2 separate regions of the Zea mays genome follow, and region 1 is linked to region 2. The links are chromatin contacts, called in public Hi-C maps. All regions are on one chromosome and are shown on one strand. The core of a region is the stretch at or near the end of the contact, and the rest is flanking DNA. Distances in the headings are between cores, read along the strand shown. Region 1 holds the start of LOC100304356 (Pentatricopeptide repeat (PPR) superfamily protein). Region 2 holds the start of LOC541965 (CCAAT-HAP5-transcription factor 59).

What was found. Hi-C and Micro-C count contacts between places; a contact is called where the count stands out from the background.
Region 1: a Hi-C map of ear shows a contact between it and region 2, with 2.5 times the contacts expected there. The contact joins the promoter of LOC100304356 here to the promoter of LOC541965 in region 2. A contact is called at or near these places in 5 of 25 Hi-C or Micro-C datasets (ear, leaf, root tip and 1 more).

The regions. Positions count from the first base shown.
Region 1 is chr4:197,236,180-197,241,364 of Zm-B73-REFERENCE-NAM-5.0, reverse strand. It overlaps LOC100304356 (Pentatricopeptide repeat (PPR) superfamily protein), which reads left to right and starts at 2,991. Exons shown (of 11, transcript NM_001165794.1): 1 at 2,991-3,269; 2 at 3,340-3,487; 3 at 3,628-3,730; 4 at 3,866-3,933; 5 at 4,033-4,194; 6 at 4,298-4,453; 7 at 4,523-4,640; 8 at 4,747-4,841; 9 at 4,943-5,095. The coding sequence starts at 3,013. It overlaps LOC111591485 (U2 spliceosomal RNA), which reads left to right and starts at 2,494; the gene lies at 2,494-2,696. It also overlaps the pseudogene LOC109945901.
Region 2 is chr4:196,978,725-196,983,533 of Zm-B73-REFERENCE-NAM-5.0, reverse strand. It overlaps LOC541965 (CCAAT-HAP5-transcription factor 59), which reads right to left and starts at 1,760. Exons shown (of 6, transcript NM_001111619.1): 1 at 1,711-1,760; 2 at 31-103. The coding sequence starts at 1,743.

The sequences.
Region 1 (5,185 bases), core at 1,742-4,241, 260 kb before region 2:
TGAGGCCGCCCTTTGGCGTACCAAACTGTGGCGTGACTCGTGAGGACACCGCCGTGGCTGACCTTTGGTGTCGTGCGTTCACAGTGGTAATGCTCTAATCAAACTCCCTCCTCTTTCTACTATGATAATATGGCTTCTTAAGGCATTACCAAATCAATATATTCAGGTGGGGTTTTCCCCGGTGACCATAAAAAACACATGAGCACTTCCTTCTCCTACTCTCGATGTTGATGTCGTATATTAATCCTCAACTTCCCATCTCTTACCTGTCTCCCACTCTCACTTAGATTCTTCCGCACCACTATAGAGAACATCGAGCAGTTCATCCTGGTGGCCTTTGACTCACCAACCACCGTCTTTACCTTCTCCGTCAGCAAGCACCTCAAACCGTTGTCACGACTCTCCGTCGCCATGCGCCTCTGCAGGAAGCAGGGCAAGAAGAGCCGCGAGAGAGGAGGAGGTGGTGCCGGTGATGCATGTCTCAACAGTCGAGAGAGGAGGAGGTGCTCCGGATCCCGAGTTTAGTTTTATATGGTTGTTGGCAAACAATTTGTGGGATATTAAAGTTAATAATATATATATATATTGCTCGTTTCTATGTAATCATTATTTACATGTCGTCGCAGCGTATATGCATTGTACTAATCTCTACTATATGAAAGCACCAGTTTTGACGGTTGTCCCGCGTCATATTACTACAAATAACCCCTTCTATTGTTTGAAATGGCCCACAAGACACATTCTCTTCACATCGATCGCATCTAATCCAATTTGTCTATCCACTCCCGACCTCAGCGAACCCGCGCCCCGCGCTGTGCGTGCGCGCCTCAGTCACCCACAAAATGGCACAAACCCATGCACGCCATGTCTTTCGTTCATAGCAACGACCGACATGGCAAGTGGTCTCATGCCAAATGCACCGTGACATGAGCCAAACAACCCATGAACGTCGCTCCGTAGGGGACGGGGAAAGCAATTCCAGCAGACCCACACACGTCGCGTCTTCCATGCATAGAAACGAGGGAAAGCGGTTTCAGCAGCAGTGGGGTGGAGCCATTTTACTCATCCTAATCCGTCCACCAACTTGGCTACAAAAAGTCGTACCGAGGCCCCTCAAGCGATAGCGGTGGTGGATCTGCTCGGCGCCGGTGGCCCGACGCTCTCCAGCTACTCCGACTTACCTACGTCCTCCAAGGTACGCACGTACGTACATCTGATTTTCTGGCTCACTAACTCCACGAGCCTCTTCACAGGCTTGTCCACCGAGTTCGTGTCGCGTTCGTGGGATCTAATGGAGACTGACGATGCCAGGATGGAGGGCATCGGCGGTTAGGCACGGGTCACACGGAGGGCATCGACGGCAAGTCACCAACCTTAGGCACGACGATGGGCATTGGCGGCAAGGCGCCAACCTTCGGCACGACGGCGGGCATTGGCGACAGCGTCACTTTTGGCATGATGGTGGGTACTGCAGCCGACCATAGGGGGCAGCGCGGTGATGTTCGACACCACATGGATCTGTGGGACGACACCCACCGCGGGAACCGTCGGTAAGGCAAGCATTAGTGGAAGGGTGGCCACGAGCACGATCGACAGCTTCGGCACGATAGGAATGCCCAAAATGGCAACAGGCGCGATGGGGGGTGGGGCGTGAGCAAGGTGTCGCACGGCGTGGCACATAGTGTTGCCATCGCCGATGAGCATGATGAGCGTCATCGTCACGAGCGTCGTGGCAGAGAAGAGAGACGAAGCGTCACAAGTCATTTCTAGCTGCTATGAGAAGTGCTTCCTTAGGAGTGAGGAGCTACAAGGCTGTCGCGCGCTTGCGACGGGTCCTTGGCGAGCATTTTATTGTAGCTCTATTCGAAGTTGAGCGTGTACTGTTTCGCTAGAGCTAGGCCAGTTGGGAACGAGATAAAGATGGTTGGTGGCCTTTCGATGCAAAGCATGGACGACAGATACATAATGGATGGCTGTTGTTTGAAGCATTTGGTTCATTATCTCATCTATTTCATGTAGCTGGATCGAAATTAACCACCCCTCGTGCATGACACAAGACGATACTAGACACCGTTCAACTCATGAATGGCTCATGCATGTTGCATCATGAATCCCTGCATGGCCTCTGTTTGATAATTGTTGAGGCATGTTTTCTTCTCTGTCAGATTATTGTGCAATAGCCAGAGACATCTTTATGGTTCTATCTATCCATGAATCATGTGTTTAATGTGTGTGTTTAAGAGAAAATAAAAGAGCATAGGTTCAGTGGAAGATATTGTGGGTCTTTAAAACCAGCAGTCATATCGTGTGTTTATATGGAGTCAATGTCTTGAGTTAAAATTTATCAAGGCTATTACACCATATATAGACCGTGAGAAGCCACCAAGCCCAATACGATAGGAAGTCGTACACATATAGTAACACCCCGTTAGCTGAAGGAGGACGAGCTACAGAGAGCTCTATAAAATAGAGATTTGATTTTTTTTTCAACTCATATCTTTCTCGGTCTTTTGGCTAAAACAAAGTGTAATATTTATTCTTATCAATTTAATATCTGGTCTATAAACAATATGTTCACTTTGATATTAAATCTATATATTATTGATAATTTTTGGGGAGGGTCCATATGACTGGTTTATTTCGCTTAACCATTGATTGTATTGTGGGTACGGCCTCATCATCCCAACCAATATCATAAAATACGATTGTGTACCGTTGCAATCCCAACCAATATCATGAAATACGATCGTGTACCGTTGCAACGCACGGGTGGGTCAAAAGTATCAAGACTTCCACTATAAAAAAAACGTACACTCTAAGGAATGTTTGGACTGGGCTGCAACGTGCGACCCACGTTCTCAGCCCATGGAAGACGGCAGCCCAGGCCGAGATCCGACGTAGACGTCATCCCACAGCATTATTCGCGACAGCTCCGGTTTGGGGGGATAGGGAGCGAGAGGCGGCCGCGCCACACAAAACTATCTCCGCCGCGGCTCCGTTGCATGGTATACCATGCTGCCGGCGGCTGCCACCGCTGCAGCGCCGGACCCCTCGTGCTCCACCTTCCCCTCCTCCCGCCGCGCTCCCCCTGTCGCTTCGCGTCACAGCTTCGTTGTTGCAACAAGAGCCACCGGCAGCTCGGGTCTCTTCTCTCTCCGGTGTCACGGTCGCCTTCCCTGCCACTCTCGCTGTCGCTGCCGCTGCCGCGCCTGGTGGAACAATGAGCGAGCGCGCCGGGTATCCGGCGCCAGCCGTGGCCGCCATTGCCGGTACGTAAGTATGTCTTGGAGCAGTGACTGAGCCTCCAGCTGCTGGTTGATTGGTGACCAAATGATGCAGGGCCGTCGCGTCGGCGCCGGACCACATGGACGAGCAGCCGGCGAGGGGGAGGTACCACCCGTTCGAGGAGATCTCCGAGGCGGTGCAGCTGGACGACGGCGAGCCGGCCCACCTGACCGACGCCGAGTCAGCCCGAACAATCGTCGAGGTCAATCACTTGACCAACCTGAATAACGCCACACTCTCCAGCTCTGCTCGGTGCTCGCCAATTGCAATTGCCACCAGCTGCCACTCGTCACACTTCACAAAGAAATGCTAAGAGAATCAGCGCACGAACATAAACTGCAGGTGAACAACAAGGCGACGGTGATGATCTCCACGCTCGTCGGCGACGGTGTGCACGAGCGGATCATCCTGCCGGAGTTCCCCTACCTCACCGACGAGAACGGAGGTGCGCGCACCAGGCTCCTCCCCCGCTTGATGCAATGCAGCTAGCTACAAGCTCCTGTAATTGTAACTTGCCGCGGGACGGGACACTGTTTTTTCACCTTCCCTTGCTGAAACTGATGTGTGGTAACCTGCTCAGATATCTACTTCGAGGTCGACAACGAGGACGCGCTGCTGGAGAGCATCATGGGGGAGGACAAGATCGCGGTGACGCCTCCGATTTCCTCCCCTGTTTCATCCACCTTATGACTCTGTCGGTGTGTGACACCTTGGTAATCTGTCGTTGTTGTTGATTGATGCGTGCAGCACGTTATCATCGGATTGGACAACACACAGGTCTTCGCCGACTTGGATCTCGTCTCGGCCTCCGCCACAGAGTTTGCGCAAGAAGACGACAACGGCGATGAGGACGATGACGGCTCCGACGATGATGAGGAAAGCGACTTTGACGAGGACTTCAACGACGTGGTTAGGATGAACCCTCAATTGTCTAGACACCAGAGAGGTTGCTGGTTTCAGTTGTCTAGACTCCAGAGAGGTTGACATAGATGATGTATGTAAAAACATGCAGGAGGGTGTGTTTTCGGTTGATGAGGACGACGAAGATGACAGAGAGGAAGAGGAGGAGGAGGACGACGACGACGATGACGAGGACCTACCAAGCTGGTCCAACCTTGAGACCGTGAATTCCTGCCATCCACTGTACTTTGCAAGGATGATTGTAGAGGTACACGATCGAAGTTTGGCAGCATGTCTTGTCAGCAACTGCACTCTTAACTAAATCCATTATTCCCAGACTGCAACCAAGTCTAGCATAGACTGGCTGGACCGGCCACCTGCAAGCCTTGTCGTCGAGGGCCAGCTGAGGCCTGCCTTTGCTGAGGAGAGCACCATGGTTGCCAAGCATATATCAAGTATAACTGCTGTGAATGAATTAAAACCAGACCAGCCACCTTGTATCCAGCAGATGTCTGCATTCTACGAGAGCATGCGATTCTTACAGCAGGTCGTTCTTGGCAGGTGACGCGCCAAAGAAAGATACAAAGGAGAGTGGTGCCACCTTTTTCAAGGTCGAGGTCCTCAGCATCGAGTTGATCACTGCGTATGGAACTGAGGCATGCTTCTTTCATTTGACAATCGGCATGTCAGGATTTTACATAGCTCTTCTCTGCAGTTCTAACTTCACAACTGATAGTTTAAAAATATCGCCATGTAGCCAAAGGTAAAGATTGAAGAATACCAGAAGGCTAAGCCGGACATCATCGCGCATTCTGCACCGAACGTAATATCGCGCCTGAGAGCTGGTGGAGACAAGGTCACCCAGGCTCTGAAATCTCTCTGTTGGAGGAGCAAGGCCATTCAAGTAGAGGTACACTCCCTTCAGATAGACTGGCAGCACCGTTTTAAGTTCAGCACTGATGGAACTGAAACACATTCTGTTTGGCACTAAAACATAAAT
Region 2 (4,809 bases), core at 511-3,010:
AAAAAGCACAATGATTCTTGCAAAACTTACAAACTAAAACAGGAACTGCTAGTGCAATCTTTCCAACATCCTCATCTGCTTGCATTATCTTTTTGATTCGAGCCTATTATAATACAGAACATAGTTAGGGACAACTTCATGACATTATAACTTATATATTTCAAAAAACATCTAGAAAAGATATACCAACATAAGTACAACCCGAAACTTTGGTAATCAATACAGACATCAAAGAAACTGTTTCATGAAAAACAGAGCAAATGCCACAACCCAGAAATTATCTTTTCAGCTAAATACAACAAAATATGCATCTGCACTGCAAATCATACAGGTGTGTTTAGCTTGGAACTTCAACTAGCGGCGGTTCCATGACAAGGGAACAACAATAAGAGGTTTTGAAGATTCAAAACCAACCTGAAGGCATAAAACAAATACTGTGATCCGCAAACAGCCCTGCTTGAGCGCTACACCAGGGGTTATAATCTCAAGGAATAAATGCTGGCATGTTCAGGAGACCTCAGAACAATCAAACAGACAAACATGGCGGCATAATTGCTTCCTCCTTCCGGGAAAAAATGTAATATGTAACTAAAGGTTGCACACCAGTTAAAGTAATTCACGTTTGACCAAATTTCTTATGAATAGTATTCACATTTATGGCTTCATATCAATTTGTTATGAAAATACATTTCGTAATTATCAATGATACTTATTTGCTATCATAAATATTGATATTTTTTAATATATAATTAGTCAAACTTAATATACTAAAACACGAGACTGCTAGAATTGCATTCTTTCCTGGACGGAGGGAGTAATTCAGAACATCTTTCGCATCTTGGAACTCCAACCAAGGGAAGGCACCTGAGCCTAAATCCTACATCAGACCTGGCCGTTCCCAAGAATAGTTCCCTCACCAAAGACATATTGACCAACACAACAGTGGAAGTTAATGTAGTTTCAAACTCTACCAGACCATAATAAAACCCGATGATAAAGGCTGCACACGAATTCCACTGCATGAGCACTCATGCACCAGATCACATGTTGAGTATCCCCAGAAATACATGGAACCTGCGATATATGCTGAATTGCTGACATGATCTGGAGACCTTGCAACCAAACCACAGGCACGACAGCAGGATGGAGCGCATCTCTTGCATCTACACGCCAAGCCAAGCGCGATTGAGGATAACCAGCGGCGCGTAGAGGTCACATCAGTCTGTCAACGATCACACGGACTAAAACACAAGGTCCCAAAACACAAACCAAACGTCAACAGCACTAACCTAGTCAGCTGCGAGCGCCCACAAATCTCTCCATCCGTTGAACACAACACGAGCGCAGAAACCGGATCAGAAATTCTCGACGTCCTCTGTTGAGCACAGAGAATCCGGCAGACCCCAAAAATGTGAACGGAAAAAAAAACGAAATTACTTCCGCACGCGCGCGCGCGCGGGCGAGCACAGGAGCCGATCTGAGTCCGAGCCCGCCGTCACCCCGTGGAAGCCAGCCAAATCCCCGCCCACGTAACGAAACAGCGAAGCCGCGATTTAACGACGGCCGGCGTCCACCGGATCCCGCCCGCAAGAGCGAAGATCTGCACCGCGCGCGGCGACCCAGATCAGATCGCGCGCGCGAGCGCGGCGGATCAGAACGAGAGAGGATACGAGCATGGCGGGTGACGGGAGCTGGAGGGGCGAAACATACCGCGGGGAACCGGGTGCCGAGCTTCTTCCTCATCTTCGCCTCCGCCTCCTCGCCGGACGCTGTCGTAGTCTACTCTACTTTTTCTGCTCTTTTTTTTCTTTTTTTCTTTTTTTTTTGATGGCGAAGGCTTGGGTTTCTTTTCTCGTTTGGCGTTCTCGCTCTTCTTCCACGTTCCACAAGCAAATTGAACGCACGAAGCCACGGAGGAGTAGAGGCGCGCAGCGCACCATCGCGACGCGACGGCATCGTCCGTCCCGAGGCGCCCGTGTTCTCACCGCGTCACATCAAGCAGTGGCGGTAAAGTGGGCCGGGCTCTACATGGGTTTTCTCGGCCCGAAATAGCTGTGTTAAGGCCGAAAGGAAACGGACTGGACTGTTTACGTAAGGCTGTTAGGCCATCTCCATATTTAATCATATATCTCATTTTTATTTTAAACTTCACTCTACAGATAATATCAAACAATATCATTTATAGTTATTTTACACAGCCCACAAGAGGCAGTCGCGCGAACGCGGATGTGGAAAAGCCATCGCCATGGGCCTGTTTGGTTCAGCTTTTTTCTGACCAGCTTTTCTGAAAATCTGGCTGTGGGGAGAATCTGGCTGTGAGAAGAATCTGAGTATCATTACGATTACGTGTGGAGTAAGATAAAGTTATTCATAGGGCTTAGAATCTAGAAAGTGACGGATTCCTACTATTACAATGACTCAACCGATTATATGTTTATGTTGATTTTGGATGGTTTTTGCCTCAACGAATTTTATAGAAGCTGAGCGTTTGGCAGTCCGCAACAGCTTTTGGTGGGCAGAAGCCGCAGAAGCCGAAACAAATAGAGCCTAAAACCGGCTCAGCTCCAGCAGATCGCGAAAAAAGGAGAGGAAGATAGGGGTAACGACGCGGGTAGGGGTTATCCTTTTTCGCATCCATTTACGTGATTTATTGTACAGGATCTCCCTATCTTACGTATGGGGGAGCTAATAGAGGACCTAGTGGTAACGCTCTAAAAAGCCCTTAAGAAAACAATTAAAATCGTCAACAAGGCAATATATCTTGTGTTCAAAGGGATATTGTGCTCACATGCACATTTTAAATTTAGAACATTCATTTTACATCTAGCAGCACTACCAATTTTATATAAAAACTCCTTCCACCTACCTCCCCTAGTGGGAAGGGTTTTTCATAAAATTATCTTTTACCATTGGATATGAGATAGATGTACTAGATTTAAAATGTGCACATGATTATAGTGCCCCTTTAAACATCGAATATGTTCCTTGTTAAAAAACCCTATGAAGGGTTACGTCCGTCAAATGTGCCTCTAAGAGATTGAGATTCTAGTTCTCTATATAATTGTCACACCCAGTTTTAGAAAGTAAACCGAATGCAAACCATGTATGTGCCAGGATTAGAACTCACGTACACAATGATTACATAAATAACTCGTCACAATGCTTCAAATATTAATAAAGAGTAAGTAATAATATTACAAACTAGAGTCATTTACATAATATAGATTAAAGTGCACATAATAGAAACGTAGCCAACGTAAATAAACCCACCACAGACAGCTGACTGGGGTAAATGGGTACAGGTGGGTACTACCTATACCCGTGGGTAAAATATACCCGCATCATAACACTATTACCATCTAGTAAAGGTGTAAAGCTCATCTTAGCTAAAGAAAATCCTTATCTGGCTATCGTTTGTTTAACTATCAAGTTATGTAACATATGATTTGTTAAATTTGAAGTTGAACTTATTTTTGTATGTTTGTTTGACATTTTAAGTGATTGGTATATTAGAATTTGAGACTTTTTTGCGAGTAATGGTTACCCGAATTGTAAAATTACTCGTGTGGGTACAACTATGGGTAAGACTCTGTACCAACAAGCAGATATGTGTAACCCAATGTGTAGTTTTTTTTACAGGTACGAAATGATATTACCGAGGGTATATACCCGTTGCGATCCCTAATAATTATACATATAATGAGAATGTGAGGACACATACTCAGAGTTCTTTCTAAAATAAGACGACCTTTTTTCAATGGCTTCTTTTATCACGTCTTCACTAATATCACTGCTGGAAGTTTGATCCCTTCCTCCTTCAGGATCCTTTTTGTTATAAATGAATGCGACACAAATAGGATCAATCAGGATCCTTTTTGTTATAAATGAATGCGACACAAATAAGATCAATCACAGAGAAGACACAGATTTAACGTGGAAAACCCCTCTAAAGTGAAGGGGGAAAAAACCACGGGCGCCGGCCGACAACTTCTCACTATTTTCGGGTGGTTACAGATCGCAGGAGATTTACAATTGAGATAGATATCTCCTGCGGCTTACAAAGATATTTATAGAGGTGAAACCCTAAAACGATCCGTACCGCGGGGGGCCCCGCCCCCCGCAACCCCGACGACGAGCCTCCGCTTCGCTCGCCAACTTGACCGCCTTCTTCAGAATTTGGATCACAAACTCCACCTTGAGACAAATTCCTTGTAGCATCATAATAGCAACCTCCACCTTAAACAAATGCATCATCATCTTGCCGACGCCAACAACCACTAAGGGCTAATTTATAATACCAACTAAGTTTGATAGCTCAAACTTAACAACAGAAACATTCTTCGTCATCATATCAGCTGGATTATTATCGGTACTGATCTTGCATACCTTCACCAACCCTTTTTCAATGATATCACGAATGAAGTGATAACGAATATCAATATGTTTGGATTTCTCAGTAATCATCTGATCTTTGGTGAGATGAATGGCACTCTGGCTATCACAATAGATGGCAATGCAAGACTTAATTCCACATAGCTCTGAATATATACCTTTCAACCATAAGGCTTCCTTAGTAACTTCTGCAATTGCCATATATTCAGCTTCTGTGGTAGACAAAGCAACAGTATCCTGTAAACGAGCTTTCCAACTCACAGCACAATCTCCAATAGTAAAGACATAACCTGAAAGAGATCTCCTCCTGTCTAAATCACCACCATAATCTGAATCAACATAGCCAATCAGACCATCTCCAGATTTACCAAAACATAAACAAGCACTAGAAGAACCACGTAGATATGTGAAAATCCA